Regions from separate parts of the Drosophila melanogaster genome. Here region 2 is linked to region 1. A link is a contact called in public Hi-C data. All regions are on one chromosome and are shown on one strand. Each heading gives the region's core, a stretch centred on a gene start, on an enhancer-like site or on the middle of the called end of the contact. The rest is flanking DNA. Distances are from core to core; before and after follow the strand shown.

Region 1 (7,529 bases), core at 4,283-6,782:
GAATTTTTATCTTCGAGATTATCAGCAGTATCATGCTTTTCAGGACTCTCTTCAGATTTAATTTCTTCTTTTATGGGAGTAACCGGCGATTCTTTCTTTATGACACTCTCATTAGTCATGAGCTCATCATCAAGGTCTATGACCTCATTCTTCACGGAAGCTGCCTTTTCTGCTGCCGCCTTTTCAGTCGCCGCAGCTTTTTCAGTTGCAGCATCTTTTTCAGCTGCCGCTAACTTCTCTGCCTTTTCAGCATTGAAAGCCTCCAGTTTGATAGTACGTTGAATCTGAGCTTCTAGTTCTCGAATAAAACGCTTCTCTGACTCTCCAAAACTAAAGTTTGGATCGTTAAAGATAAAGGTTTCGGAGCGATAAAGTCCGTGCTTGAGGACGGCTGTAATCAATTCCTTGTCGTGTCGACCGGGCTCCCACCAATCTGGAGTATCCGCATTCTTGGTGCAGAGTTTTAAGCGTTCCTCAAGCATGGGATTCCGAGCGACTTCTCGCAATTTGGCAAGAACTTCCAAGCGATCCAGTATGAGCTTGGCGTGTTCCTTTTCGATTTCTTCGATGATACCTTCTAAGCCGCGCTCCGATTCAGAGAGCTTTAAACCCGCCTGTCGTTTACACATGGCCACAAATACCTTATAATAGTCCGTCAGTGTTTCATCGCTTTTTCTCTCTAGGTGAGCCATCTGTTTGAACTTGGTCCAGTCGGGCGAAAGGGAACTTCCATTAGAGGAAGCCATAGGTGTTGAGACGTGTAGGTCCACACCATACCCGGTAAGAACTCTAAGAAATTCGTATTCTTCCCGGCGGTTCCATTTTTTGGGAATGAGCTGCAGCCGTTGGGACTCGCGCTCCTTCGCCGCCAGTTCCATCTTTCCCTGTCGCTCCATTTTCTGTAAAAATTACCGAAAATATAAAATATTTATTATAAATATTTTCGTTAAAACAATAATAAATTTTATCTTGCAAAAACATGGTGCAAGTCTTAGAGTCATAGAATTAACATATTTTTAAGTTAGATTTTTAGTTTGATTTTGCAATAACCAAAAGTAAATTTTTTATAAAAAGCATAGAACCCCAAAGTACAAAGGTACTGCACGTATCGAAACATAGTCTGTCTGACCCCAAGTATTTGAGGTGTTCGTCAATGTCCACAAAATATATTGGTAATAAATAAATATATCGAATTAATAACCATCTATGCAAGTATAAAAAATGTTTAAATCAGGCCATTCGAATGTTATCAAAACTTAACTACTATTTAATTAAAAATAAAGTAAGCATTATATTTTTTTTAAATAATTCTTTTCAATAATAGTATATTTCAAAAAATTTTTACAACAGAGAAGCATATTTCTACATATCAGCTCAGCGAAATAGAACACCCCATATGTGATGTGCACATTTTGCAATGCAAATTCATTACGAATATTTTCCAAATTAGCTTGAAAAAATATTTAAACGACCCTTTGCATTGCACCACCCATCACTGCGTCCCCAGGGGTTGGGATCACACAGCGCGACTGTGTTGGTGGTGATGTGGGGTGGCCACGTTACGACACCTTCCCTCATCACTATAATCATCAGCACATAGCAGGCTCCTGGCTTTCGAATTACACACAAATTTTTGCGAAAAGCAAAAAGGGAAAGACATAATGCGAATGACACGCGCATATAGAAAATAAGAGCGAGACAAAGGCTCAAAAAAAGAGAGAGGAGACCGAAACTGGAAAAACAATAAAATCATAATAATAAAAGTAAAAAATCCATTTTACACCCCTAATAACGCTTCGGCCGGAGGACAGAGGCCAAAAGGCGACAGCAACAGAGAACGACGTGGAATCGGAACACGGAACAACCAGCAAGCCGCACCAAGCAATGGCGCTCAAAAGTAAGGGGCATGCGAAGGTGATTTCAAAAATAAATAGAGACAAACAAATGAATCCTGTGAGACCAATTGCACGCGCCACAGCCAAGGAAGTTCATACACTCCCACTCACCCACACTTACTTTATGCGCTGTTTGGTGCGTCGATTTAAACTAAAAATAATAGGTGGCACACACTGCTGCAAGGGCTAGAAACAGAAGCAAACGTCACGCAAATACACAAAATTGTAAGCCGTCCTAGGGGTCAACATAGTAACAGCCATTGGATTTACGGCTGCCAAATATGCGGTTCATTCCAAAGTCTTAATGTTATAATTTGAAAAATATAAGGAGTAAATAGTTATTCTATCCTTTGATTGAATTTACATTAGTTTCTATCTTTATCGAGGTAAATGGGCACAACGAATTTGTCTTCTTTTCTAAATATGTACATATAATAAAAAAAATTGGCATACATGTATGTATAAATGCGTAACCTAACTGAAAACGTTATGGAATCCTTCCTGGAGCGAATCCAAAAATTAAAATGATGCCAAGTGGCGCCCAGGTTGGCAACTCTGTATACGGTGTATCCTTGTGATTCCATGCCTCTGTTTGTACTGCTAGGCCTCCCTCCCCTCCTAACCAACCATTGCTTGCAGGCTACGAACGATGGTATAACGAAATCCGAAAAGGGGACAAACAAAAACAAACGACAAAAGAAGATAACACGACAGCGACTCGAGGCCTCTTCTTTCTTCCCTTCTCGCGTACTATACATTTGGCTCTCGCTCGCACTCACTCCGCCTCTCTATCACTCGTTTTCTCCGCACCGTTCCACCATCGCATTTACACTACACAAGTGCGAGGCGACTTGAGCGATTGATTATGAATATTAGTAGAACCGCTGGCTATGAACATGGCTACAGGCTTGGAGGCGGCGGTAGGTAAATAGCAATAGGGTAAATAAAATAGAGAACGCGGAGCAATAAACAGCCGCGCAAAAAAGAATTTGAGTGAGTGCACTTAAAAGGCAATAAATAGATATAACCGTTGCACAAAGTGGTTTTTAAGAAATTGATTAAGAGTAGATCAATTAAATAATAATAATACTTGAAACCACATTGGCCTACAAATTCATTTAAAAGATCACATTAAGATTCTATCGTACAACAATTCAGTCGTGAATTAAAAATTATTTTTAATTTTCTTTATGTTTATATTATCAGTAATTTTATTTTGAAACGGTTTAGTGTGGACCTGCCTTACCAATAACACCTACTTGCAACATGGAATTCTCTCTCTCTCTACCCCTCACAAGCGCACACAACTTCCCAACCTAAACCCTATTAAACCCTAAAAGGGGCAACGTGAACGCTTTTTGTTCATGTGAAATTTATAGGCTTAAATTTATTGTTTTGTATTTCCACTCGCTACAGACCGAATTACGAGCGAGAGGGCCAAATGATCCCCCTCCTCGTCGTCTGTCCCACTCTTTTTGGGTCTCGTTCACTTTATCTTGACTAACTGCATGCACACATTCTTTGCATATTCTCTCTGCATTTTTGCATTCTCATTTTAATTAGGAGACGCATCATGTCCATGCTTGCAATTTCGCATCGAAATATTTGTATTTTTTGCTTTTACCTCCAAATAAATGCCTTTTCCATTGTTTATTGTTGGCGGTATCGTCGTTGCAGTTGTTGCTGCAATTTGTGAAGATTTGTTAAGATGCTCGCAGAACGCCGAGAAGCTGCTGAAGTCCATGGGTTTAATAACCTCCATTTTCGAACACACGGCAATATCACAGACTCACTGGTAATCAAGAATATATTGGCAAAATCGAAGCTTTACGCTTTCGTCATGATTATTGATTTCAATTAAGCACTAATTATCATTCATTGCGCCTCAATGACAACTATTTGCATTGTTGTTGTTGCCTCTGCAAATACATTATTCCATTTCGTTTGATTATCACTCCCTCTTCCTTTAGCGCACTCTCTTTCTCACGATTTATCGCGTTTCGTTTTCCCCGTCTTGCATCGAGTTTCCACGAGCACTTGGACTTTTTACAACTTTACACCGCGGCGCTCAAACAAATAATGAGCGGAGCGCATTGCGGACTAAAATACAAGACACACTCCTCACACACACACATAGGTAGGCAAACAACGGCGATGGCAGCGGCTAAAATCGAATGCGAATCAGCCAGAAAGAGAGACTCAGAAGAGAGGGAGCGCGGGAGAGTAGGAAACCAAACAATCGTGAGATTAAGTCAAACGCCGTTTTGGGTGAATGTGAATATGAATGAGGTGGGCTAAAACTGAGACCGACATCCAACTCGGAGGTGAATGAGCGTCACTTGCAATAAGGGAGAGCGACAGAGAGAGCATCGACTTCGGCTTCGCGAGAGTACAATTCAAGGGAGGGCGCGGGCAGAAGCAACCTAGATGCGATTGTGACTGTGAGTGTGCAGTGGATGGACGAGTTGAAGAAGAGCGGCCGCAGCGGGCACATTGTGTCAACTGTGTAATGTAAGCAAAGAAGCGAGACAAGAGCCTGCCGCACACTTACTCGCACCTAAACACAAACCCTGGAGCGGGGAGAGAACAACACACGGCGGAATCGCAGGCAAAAAAAGCTAAGGCAATGAAACAAATGTACCACAGAAACTGTTGACGACACATAGAGAACGGCACGAAAGAGCGAAAGAGCGAGGCAGCCAAATGGGGGAAGATGAACGGGGTAATGACGGACGGACGCAGGACAACGGAAAAAAGGGATAAAATAAAATAATAACAGCAGGCGCAACAACAGCGCAAAGCAAAGAGAAGTAAAACCATGAAATGGTTTAATTCGAAAATCTTTTAGAAATGACGCCTAATACCTTATCGGTATGGAGTTCACCCTCGTCTCCTAATCCATATTTTAAGATATCAATATCAATTAACAATTTTTATCGTATGATTAGAAATTCGCATTGTTTTATTATTTCGACCTTTGGGCTTTACATCGACAGCAACACACTATCCAGACAGGAGACAGGGAGAGAGAGCACGAGGCAGTCAGAAAGCATGAAAGATGGAAGCAGTGCCAAAGTGCGATAAGCACGTAGCCAGAGCAAAAACGAAACGAGATTATTAATCAATCCGCAAGATACAGATGCAGATACCACATGAGTGAGCGAGTCCGTGAGTGGATATTGCACACACCGAAATGCATGCATGAGTGAGCAGGGCGGCTACAATCGCACAATCGATATGCGACAGAGACATATATATATCTTCGACAATGCACTCACTCACACCAACAGAAATCTTGCGCAAGATCACCGAAGAGGGCAGGAGGCCACTCTTCTCTATCCTAAATTGGACTAAACTATATCGAAAAAGGGAAAGAAAGTAAGAAGGGTGATGGCAGGTAGACAAGTCGGATTTAAACTTGACAAGCCGTTCAGCATATCGGTTAGACATATACTTTTTCAAATGGTTTATGAGTGACAGGTGTAAAGTGAAAAATGCGCAGGCGTGGCGGCTGCATCCTTTGAATGCAGTCACTACAGAGAGAGTGAGAGAGCGGCAATGGGATCTAGCAGCGACTGTTACGAGCACACGCACAGTGGAGTGTCCGAGAGCATAAAAGAATATAAAAATTCTTCAACAAAAAAATATTACTCAAAAAGTCAGCATGGCAAAAACAACTTTTCCCTTTCAAAATTTTATGTATTTACACATCAGAAAAGTTTCGATTCGCTCCACTGTGCACACTTAAGTGGCAGCGAAATGCTAATAAAATAATAAATCGAATGGCAGCACCAACAACAACGTCACTAAAAAAGAGCAACGACAGCGGTCAGCAACAAAAGCAAAAGCTTCCAAGCAAGTCGAAGGTGGGACCGAAGATGGAAACAAAAAGAATGGCAACCCGCACCAGTCGAATCACACGCACAGGAGGATAGCCATCAACTTCTCTATGTTAGGTGTTTCAAATGCACGTTACGTTGCAACTTCAAAAACGAATCAACAGAATAAAGCAAAAAGTAGGTTTAAGCAAAAGCAGCAGCGCAGCGTGCAATGGGACGGCCGCCCCGGAGGTCTGGGGGAGCAAAGGAATTCCCATTCCCAGTCCAAATGAGCACAATTAGGCGTCTTTATCGAATTCTCGCGGTATGCGAAAGAAGAGAACAGGAAACCATAAGAGGAACAGGTCACCATTATCCCCGTCTCCTTTTTGCGCTCAATAATTCAGTTCGTGAGAGCAGTAGCCGAAACAGTGGTGTCAGAAGCAGAAGCAGCACCAACCACCCCCCAGACATTTGGGTGGGCGCATACGAAAGGAAAAAATTATACATTGGATAAATCCAGAAAATGTAAAATTACAAACACACATTGCAGACATCTAGGGAGCGGGACAGAGATAGAGAGTGAGGCACTCTCGCATGGAAAACTAATACATACAGCGAGGCGGCGGCAGCGTAAGTACAGCCAACGCAGCTAGGCAGCACCACCACCCGATGATATCGAATGGCCAACAACAACTACAGCAATAAAACCAAGTCGTCCACCAACGCTACTGCTCACGTCGCGGCAGCCGCAGCAACCATCGTCACCAAAGAACTCCAGTTCGTCGATACAACAACATCGGCAACGGCAGCAACAACCACTTGGCTTTGCTCTTCTTGCTGCCGCCGTTTCTTCCGGCCCCCCGACATTACCGGATTGTTTCGCTCCTTTTACTTCTGTTATTGTTGTTGTTGTATGTTTGATTGATGGTGCGCTGCCTTTACCGCTGCCTCTCTGCCTTTTGATAATGGCAACGTCGCCCATTCAGCGATGACCAGTTGTAGGGGGAATTTCCCGAATTAGGCCTTCTAAAATTTCTACATTTCTATAGCCATGGCATATATAATCAGATGTATTGGAGCGCAGTATCGCTTTAGTATCGGCACCCTTATTCAAATCGATTCCGGACTACTCGGATATTTATAAATATGTGAATATGAAATATTAAAAAATCGTTCTCATTTGGCTTGCAATTGGCGCATCTCTAGCCCGCCAACACAGTGGGATTGCTGCGCATCGAAAAGGGCAGCTTGTACAATTGACTTCGCTGTTTTGCCTTTTCCCATATGTCGCCCCATGCCTTGTGACCAACACGTTGCTGGTTCCACTGTTTTGCGGTGTATCTGCTTTTGCTGCCACATCAAGGGGCAGCAAAAGGCGAAGCGGAGGCAAGGAATCGAAAGCAACGGTTTTGCACTAGACAGTGGATTTGAGAAGGAGTTCGGTGTGTTGCTGTTTTTGTTTCTGCCGCCGGGTGTGCAAAGTGGTTTGACATTTCCTCCGTTTTGGCCGTTCATTCGCATGCCCATTCCCATTCGCGAGATGAGATAAAATGCGATGAGAAAAGAGGACGGGGAATCCAACGAGAGGACCATCTGAACATCGTGTGCACCGCATTCGGGTTCAAATTGGAGTGTATGTATTTCTTTTATTTTGCATAAATTAGGCATAAGTGTATGCTGTCGGTTCTCAGCTCTGTCGCTGCCTCCTGTTCGTTTTGTCGTCGCTCGCTTTTGATTCTTCGTTCAGTACGAACGCACACACACACAAAAGGGAGGATACAAAGTCGCAAGGCGAGTTAACAAAATGTTCTCC
Region 2 (7,699 bases), core at 4,374-6,873, 320 kb after region 1:
CCTCGTCCACAGTTTCCACATTAAATCGGAGCCTCTGGATCCACCACCGACTGTGAATCTGGTGCACGAGAACAACAACTCCCCGATCGCCACGCCACATATTAAGGCTGAGCCAATCGAAGTCGGAGCGGATGCTGCGCCCGGCGGGCTGGTTCCGCCGATGACTTCTCCGCTGGGAAACAGCAGCAGCGTGGCTGCCGCAGCAGCTGCCGCCGCCGAGGTGATGAAGAAGTACTGCTCAACCTGTGACATATCCTTCAATTACGTGAAGACCTACCTGGCTCACAAGCAGTTCTACTGCAAAAACAAGCCCATTCGCCCCGAGGCCAGCGACAGCCCCAGTCCGAATCACCTGGGCGGAGGCGTTGCCGTGGGCCTGGGCATTGGCGGCCTGGTCGGCGGACACGGCCAGCAGAAGAACAAGGAAAACCTGCAGGAGGCGGCCATTTGAGAAAGCCAGCTGCGGTGGGAGGCGCAGCGCAAGCAGCTTGAGTGGTATTACACGTGCTTCTAAGCAGCAGCCCAACCCAATCGAAACTAATCGAATCCTAGCCTCCTTTAAAAATGTACACTATCCAAACCGCAACCAACCATCGACGACAGTATTCCCGGAAAATCTCCCGTCGCTGCCCTCCACTTCCAACTCCATTTGGGGACTGACTCCTTCGACTTACCGATCGATAGAAGTAGATATATACATCGTACTCCCGTACATATACAGTACACCTAAAGGAATAACACATAGATACTTAGGTACATTAATTTAGGCGCATACCCATTAAGTGGGAACCATGACATATAATGCATGCCAAAGCTTACCACTTAGACAGAAATTAAATTGAGGGCGAGAAACTACAAGTTTGCAATGGTCTGCGGAGTAGAAGGAGGCGAAGTATTCCAATGTAGATCCAATACTATAATGTAAATTACTCGCTGTTCCCCATAAAGCGAGCAATTCTAACTGTGTAATTTAAATGAGTACATTATTTATTAAGTGTGTGCGACAATAAAAGTAATTAATTTATTCAATATAAAATATAGTGAAATTAGTAACTAAACGACATTTTACATTTTTGAATTCAACGAACGATTTGAGTGCTGCCAGATTAGCGAAAAATGTTATGACGACATAGTTGCCAGATTGATTAAAATATTGTCAAACATCGGACATATTACCGGATCAATAGAAAAATATTGTGGCATCCCTAATAAAAGAACCGTTAGATTAGACCAGGCATCAGATAGATCAGCTGATCGTTGGTAGCCTACTAGAAGTTCTGTTCGCCTGGTACTCAGAATAGAGCATGCCCACCAAAACCAAGACTTTGGGAATCCTGGCGGTTGTTTTAAAAACACCTTTCCACGCTTATGCTTCCCTGGTAATTCAGTTCGAAATATATGAGCATCCTCGGGAAAAATAATAAATTCAGCTGTCAGTATGCCGGATTCCCCAGACTGAAGTACCAGGCGAACACAAATCTCAGTAGGTGTTTTAACTGGGCATTTTTCAATATGGCGGCCTCGTTGGAAATGAACCGTTAGCTGGAAGCATTGCTATATCAGCAGCGAATGCTACCAGATCAGCCAAAAATTATGCATAGTAATGTTGGCGGACTTGCCAGATCAGCTGAAATAGTTGGGAAATGTGACCAGCTTCAAATGCCTAAAAATCAAATAAAATATAAAGGTAAAAATGGACTGAACAAGTTTTTAAATAAAATGCTTAAATTTAAAAATAGTCATGTTACTTAAATAATAAGCAAAAGGAAGAACTTTATATGGAATAATTCAAGCACTAAATCCAGCTGTACGGCTACTGACGACCAACAAGTGCTCGACTGCACATTTGCTGGGAAATCCTTTCCGCTTTAAAATGCATAAGCTTTTACAACTAATAAATTTTTATTGAAATTACATAGGTTTGTACGTAGTACTCGCGATACAAAATAGCCCGTAGAATAATCGGCACCTGCACCCAGAATGGAAGCTGAAAAGAGCGTCGAATTCTGGGTGCCACGTGGCCACTTTGGGCCTCATCGAAAAATTACAGGACTTATTTGTATTTATTCAGATGGTACATGCTGGTAATTAAGCAAGTGCAGAACATTAAAAAATTAGATGCTTCGGGCCGCGGGGGCTATCCAAAATTAGTCGATTCTTTAAAAGTAAGTAGACGTGGAGAGCATTCCAAACAAACGCTTACCGGCTAGATGTGTGTATTTGTTAATGTCTATGTGGTAAAGGTGGTTGGCAGGAGCCCGACTACTCAGTGGCCGCCATGGCGCGGGCCTGGGCACGCACGCGCTTCTCGTACTCCAGTCGGTTCTGGCAGTAGATGGTGTAGGCCTCCGCCTGGGCTGGGTCCTTGATGTTCGGCTCGTTGAGCAGGTCCTGGATGCCCAGCAGGATTTGCTTGATGGTGATGGCGGGGCGCCAGTCCTTCTCCTCGTCCAGCAGCGACAGGCAAACAGTGCCCGAGGGATAGACGTTCGGGTGGAACAGCGGCGGTTCGAACTTGCACTTGGGCGGCGAGGTGGGGTAGTCGTCCTTGAAGATCATGCGCAGCTTGTAGAGCCCGCCCTCCCAGGGGGTGGACTTCTTGCCGGGAATGGCGCACTCCCAGATCATCAGGTTGAGGGTGCCGTCAGGGTTCTTGGCGGGTCGTGCGACGAACCCGAATGGGTGATCCTTGCGCCAGGCCTTGCGCTCCTCCCCCAATCGTGTAATAGCAATGCCGGACATGGTCGTCGCTGCTTGCTCGCTTCTCTACTGCCGCCCGAACGTGTCCTCGAGTCCTGGATTTCCGCTAGCAGTCCCACTTGGCCTTTTTTGCACGCGCGTCTGTCTGCGAATGTGTGTGTGTGGGTAAGTGGCCTACGAGGGGCTTTGTCGCCTTTTGGCGCGCTAAGTGCAAGAGCACCTACCTCTCTGTTCGTCCTTGCGTCTCCAGTGGTTCCAAGCAAATTAATTATTTGCAATCGCGGGGGGAACTCGCGCTTTTCGCAATTTTTACCGCAATTTTTCAGGAATGAACGCTTGTGCTCGCTAAAGGTATAAGTTTTTCTACACAAAGGGTCTCACTATGCGGTTATCGATATTTAGTGTGGCCGTGGATAAACAGTGGTATTAAAATACTGACTTTTTCAAAGCACTTTTGTATTATGTTTTAAATTTAAAAATTCTTTGGATTTTGGTAAGCTCAACTTAAAATGTATTAGGTTTTTCTCTTAAGCCGTTACATTCCTAAAAACCCTCTACTCAATACAAAACTAGTTTAATTAAACGTTAGAATTAAAATTTATTCGCATTACTGTTTACACAAATTACTGCATTAGTTTTAAGAAATGCAATGTAGAATTCGTAGTCAAAATTGCACTGTTTACAAAAATTGGAATATATTTGTATCTAAACTGTTCTTAAACATATAAGCCTCCTGTGCGGAGCCACAGAAATATTTGAAATACATATTTAAATTGATTGCGGTAAAAAAGTCGAGGGAACATTTTCTACAATTGTAACCTAACCGAACTAAATAAGATTGTTGTGCCTGGCCAAGGAACGTACATAACTAACTCAGTAAGTGAATCGTCTTTTGTAGCGGTGTTAGTCCATATGAGCTATGGACTGCGGTAGATGGAGAAGCCATATCGAAACGAAAGGGAGCTTGGCTAGCTGCAGAAGACATTTACGATGGAACGAGTGGGGATGTTGTTCGGATGTTGCGTCCTCCCGGCTCTACTTGCCCTTTTTCGACTCCTTCTTTTTGCTGCCGGACGAGCTGACGCCCTCGTCCTTCTCCTTCTTCTCCTTCTTTTCGGGCTTCTCCTCGGGATGATCTTCATAGCTGCAGTGGGGGCGAGAATGAGTTAGTTTAGTTTCAAGTCGAGCGCCCAGCGCAGTCCACACTTACGCAAAGAGCACCTTCAGCTCGCCGCGGATGAGGGCCACCAGGAGGGGCGTGCCCATGCAGGCTGGCACCAGGTAGAGCAGAGCCGGCTGCGCATGCTTGAACACATGCATCACGAAGATGGTGGCCAGCAGGCCAAGGAAGTAGGCAATCAGCGTGGAGTAGAAGTAGATGCGCGTCTTGCGCTTCTTGCTGTCGTCGAAGCGCAGCAGCAGAGCGATGAAGATGCCCGGAATAACGATGTCGCCTAGTCCCAGCATTGCGAAGTTCGAGGCGTTCAGGCCGTTCTCGATCAGGTCCTGGGGGAACACTAGCTTGATGGGCGCCTCGAAGCTCTTGGCCACGGTGACCATCACGTTGGTGCCGAATACCCAGAAGATGTCGTAGAAGAACAGGCCGCTCAGCAAGATGACGCCCGTGACGAAGTTGTTCAGGTGCAGCATCTCCACGCCGTTGATGGCGAAGGCCAGACCGAACAGATTGTTGGCGATCCAGTGCTTCTTGAGCAGGTACCACACTCCGATCGCCGAGGAGATCACCAGGCAGACAATGTCGTGCGTGGAGAACTTGTAGTTAACGATGTCTTCCTTGTGCTTGCCCTCCCCCTTAGTGAACAGGATGTGGAAGGGCACCTTCGGCACGGCGGCGGGCATCAGCGAGTTGATCACCGGACTGAGCAGGTGCGCCAGAGCAATAACTCCCAGCACGAAGAAGTAGCCGGTGAGCAGGTAGTTGATGTGCACCTTCTGGAAGATCTTGAAGAACAGGTACAGCCCGAAGAGGGCTGCCGACGCGATCAGCGGGAAGTACATGGCGTCTTTCTTGGTCATCGTGTCCGCCTTCTCGCCCGTTGACTGCAGGGAGTGGGAATTACGGGAAACATGTTAATGCAGCTTCCGGGCTGAGTCTGCTTCACATACCTTCTTCAGCTTGTGCAGCTTCACGGAGCGGATGGAGCCGAAGATGATGGGCAGCATGGCCATCACCACCAGGCTGCTGTAGGCCACCGCCATGCCCTCCGGAGTCGAGGGCTTCTTCTCGCCCGGCGCCGACTCGTTCTTCGGCGCGTTCACATTCTCGATGATGCCCTTCAGCACCTCCTTAACGGTTCCGATGACTTCCTCCGCCATGCTGTGCTGTCCAATCCAATCCGTTCCTGAAAATCGCCGGCTTGCGGGGGTGAAAAGCGAAATGACACGCAGCAGCACACGTCAACAATCTGTGTTATCGGTACCGCTGGTCATCGTCTGGGCCTATCGGACGCACCGCAGTATACCAAAAATATACCACCCTCTGTGGTGGGGTCGCACCGCCACCAAACTCCCGAAAAATATACCAAAACGGTTGAGATTCAAAACTGATAAATCTGATTTGAAATTAGTGAATCCCGAACTTAGTTTGTGAAAACCTGCTAGCTTATCGAGCTAATTGTTCACCAGTTCTCCTCAATTTATTAATCATATGTTTGGCATTTTTGCGAAACAAAAATAAGTGAAATGGATTTTTAAGTTTATTTTATGCTGATATATGTAAATGCTTTTGAATTGATTAAGTTCTTAAGAGAACTGACTCTCGAACCTCCCCGAAGTCAGTACATGTGAGCACGGCTCCCACACAAAACCCAAATATGTCGGCTGCTGCTTTATCTGCTGCGTCGGCAGAGGAACACCGAGATATCGGAGGAGCCTCGGCCATGTGCCAAGCCGCAAACCGAGCTCAGTTCCCATTCAGATTTCGAGAGCACAGCACCGTACATCCGAAACAAAGGCGCGCTGAACAATGACGACGACTCCCAAGATAAAGGCACCAGTTTCCGGTCCTGGACTGCCACTACTGCTGCAAATGCTAATGGGGATGCTTCTTATGGGGCTGACTTCCGTGCCAGGCGCCACTGGTAAGTGTTTACGGCTCCGGAGTTGCATAAGCCGCTGATAAGTGTGATCTCGAATCCCCTCCAGCCACCGCGGACCCCAAGAACGCCAATGTCAAGGCCCTGGATCGCCTCCACGCCGGCCTGTTCACGAACTACGACAGCGATGTGCAGCCGGTGTTCCAAGGAACCCCCACGAACGTGTCCCTGGAAATGGTGGTCACCTACATAGACATCGACGAGTTGAACGGCAAGCTGACCACCCACTGCTGGCTGAATCTCGTAAGTCCAGTCCTCTCCTTCGTCCTCTCCTTCGTCTCGAGTAGCTGAGAAACCAGATAATTTCCGAGTTCCCTCAAGTTCACAACTCTGATAAGCAATTTTGGAAAGCGTGTTATCTGAACTGAACTGAAGTGTTGTTTTGTTTTGTTTTTTTTTTTTTTTGAGAGAGTACTATAAAGCTAATAAGTGTAGTGCATTTATGAATATCTGAATATCCAATCAACTAACCAGAAGCAATCGTGGTTTTCTAGCGATGGAGAGACGAGGAGCGCGTGTGGCAACCGTCACAATATGACAACATCACGCAGATCACTTTGAAGTCCAGCGAGGTCTGGACCCCCCAAATCACACTCTTCAACGGCGACGAAGGTGGCCTGATGGCCGAAACCCAGGTGACCCTCAGCCACGATGGCCACTTCCGGTGGATGCCTCCAGCCGTGTACACGGCCTACTGCGAACTCAACATGCTCAACTGGCCCCACGACAAGCAGAGCTGCAAGTTGAAGATCGGCTCCTGGGGCCTGAAGGTCGTCCTGCCGGAGAACGGCACGGCGAGAGGAGAGTCCCTTGACCACGACGACCTGGTTCAGTCACCGGAGTGGGAAATCGTGGACTCGCGAGCCCACTTTGTCAGTCAGGACTACTACGGCTACATGGAGTACACTCTGACGGCTCAGCGGCGCTCCTCCATGTACACGGCCGTCATCTACACACCCGCGTCCTGCATCGTCATCCTGGCCCTCTCAGCCTTCTGGCTGCCTCCCCACATGGGCGGCGAGAAGATCATGATCAACGGCCTGCTCATCATCGTGATCGCCGCCTTCCTCATGTACTTCGCCCAGCTCCTGCCAGTGCTGTCCAACAATACTCCACTTGTGGGTGAGTGCTCCCCATTGCCATTTCATCAGTTCAGTTCTGAAAACTAGATGCTAAGTACCCTAAACATCGCAGAATATTACCGAACTTACCGACCACTCACCGGGCATTCCTATAATTGCAGTAATCTTCTACAGCACCAGCCTGCTGTATCTGAGCGTCTCCACCATCGTCGAGGTTCTAGTTCTGTACCTGGCCACAGGCAAGCACAAGAGGCGCCTGCCGGAGGCGCTGAGAAAGCTGTTGCACGGGCACCTGGGCACGTGGCTGCTGCTCTCGGTGTTCAGCACCACCGGCGAGTCGCAGGCGGAGAAGACCAAGGAGATGGACGAGCACCCGTACGAGGAGGCGGACGAGCAGGAGTCCAGTCCGCTGGGCATCAACCACACCGAGGTGCCGGGCGCCAAGGCCAACCAGTTCGACTGGGCGCTGCTGGCCACCGCCGTGGACCGCATTTCCTTCGTTTCCTTCAGCCTGGCCTTCCTCATTCTGGCCATCAGGTGCTCCGTGTAGGGATGCTCGAGACTCAAGGCCACATCCCAAGCCAGTGCGCACTCTGAACTAGTTTTGCATTTGCGATTTCATGTATTTAATGTGTGTGCGAACTTATAATTATTTAATGATGAGACCTCGTATGGAATAAAGGACCTCTGCCGAATGTCTGCTTACAACTAGAAGCGAAGGATAACAGGCTAAGTAACAAATTGGCTCTCGTTTCCGAGTATTGCTCTGCGATGCTACGGGCTATCACAATTCCTCAATTA

Evidence for each region. A called contact is a pair of places that touch in the nucleus more often than the background predicts.
Region 2: a Hi-C map of the Kc167 cell line shows a contact between it and region 1, with 6 times the contacts expected there. The contact joins the promoter of nAChRbeta3 here to the promoter of lncRNA:CR44222 in region 1. A contact is called at or near these places in 2 of 107 Hi-C or Micro-C datasets (the D17-c3 cell line and the Kc167 cell line).

What each region holds. Positions count from the first base shown.
Region 1 is chr2L:217,987-225,515 of dm6, forward strand. It overlaps lncRNA:CR44222 (long non-coding RNA:CR44222), which reads left to right and starts at 5,533. Exons shown (of 1, transcript NR_073675.1): 1 at 5,533-6,722. kis (kismet) reads right to left here. Exons shown (of 18, transcript NM_078717.3): 13 at 1-899. lncRNA:CR44220 (long non-coding RNA:CR44220) reads left to right here and starts at 1,665. Exons shown (of 1, transcript NR_073674.1): 1 at 1,665-2,064.
Region 2 is chr2L:539,506-547,204 of dm6, forward strand. nAChRbeta3 (nicotinic Acetylcholine Receptor beta3) reads left to right here and starts at 5,624. Exons shown (of 4, transcript NM_080359.4): 1 at 5,624-5,801; 2 at 5,866-6,059; 3 at 6,311-6,938; 4 at 7,060-7,591. The coding sequence starts at 5,687. The coding sequence ends at 7,448. Spp (Signal peptide peptidase) reads right to left here and starts at 5,148. Exons shown (of 3, transcript NM_078720.3): 1 at 4,828-5,148; 2 at 3,911-4,761; 3 at 3,281-3,844. The coding sequence starts at 5,037. The coding sequence ends at 3,736. It overlaps Ets21C (Ets at 21C), which reads right to left. Exons shown (of 4, transcript NM_001298618.1): 3 at 7,028-7,699; 4 at 5,420-6,974. ush (u-shaped) reads left to right here. Exons shown (of 9, transcript NM_001272902.1): 9 at 13-1,027. The coding sequence ends at 451. It also overlaps lwr.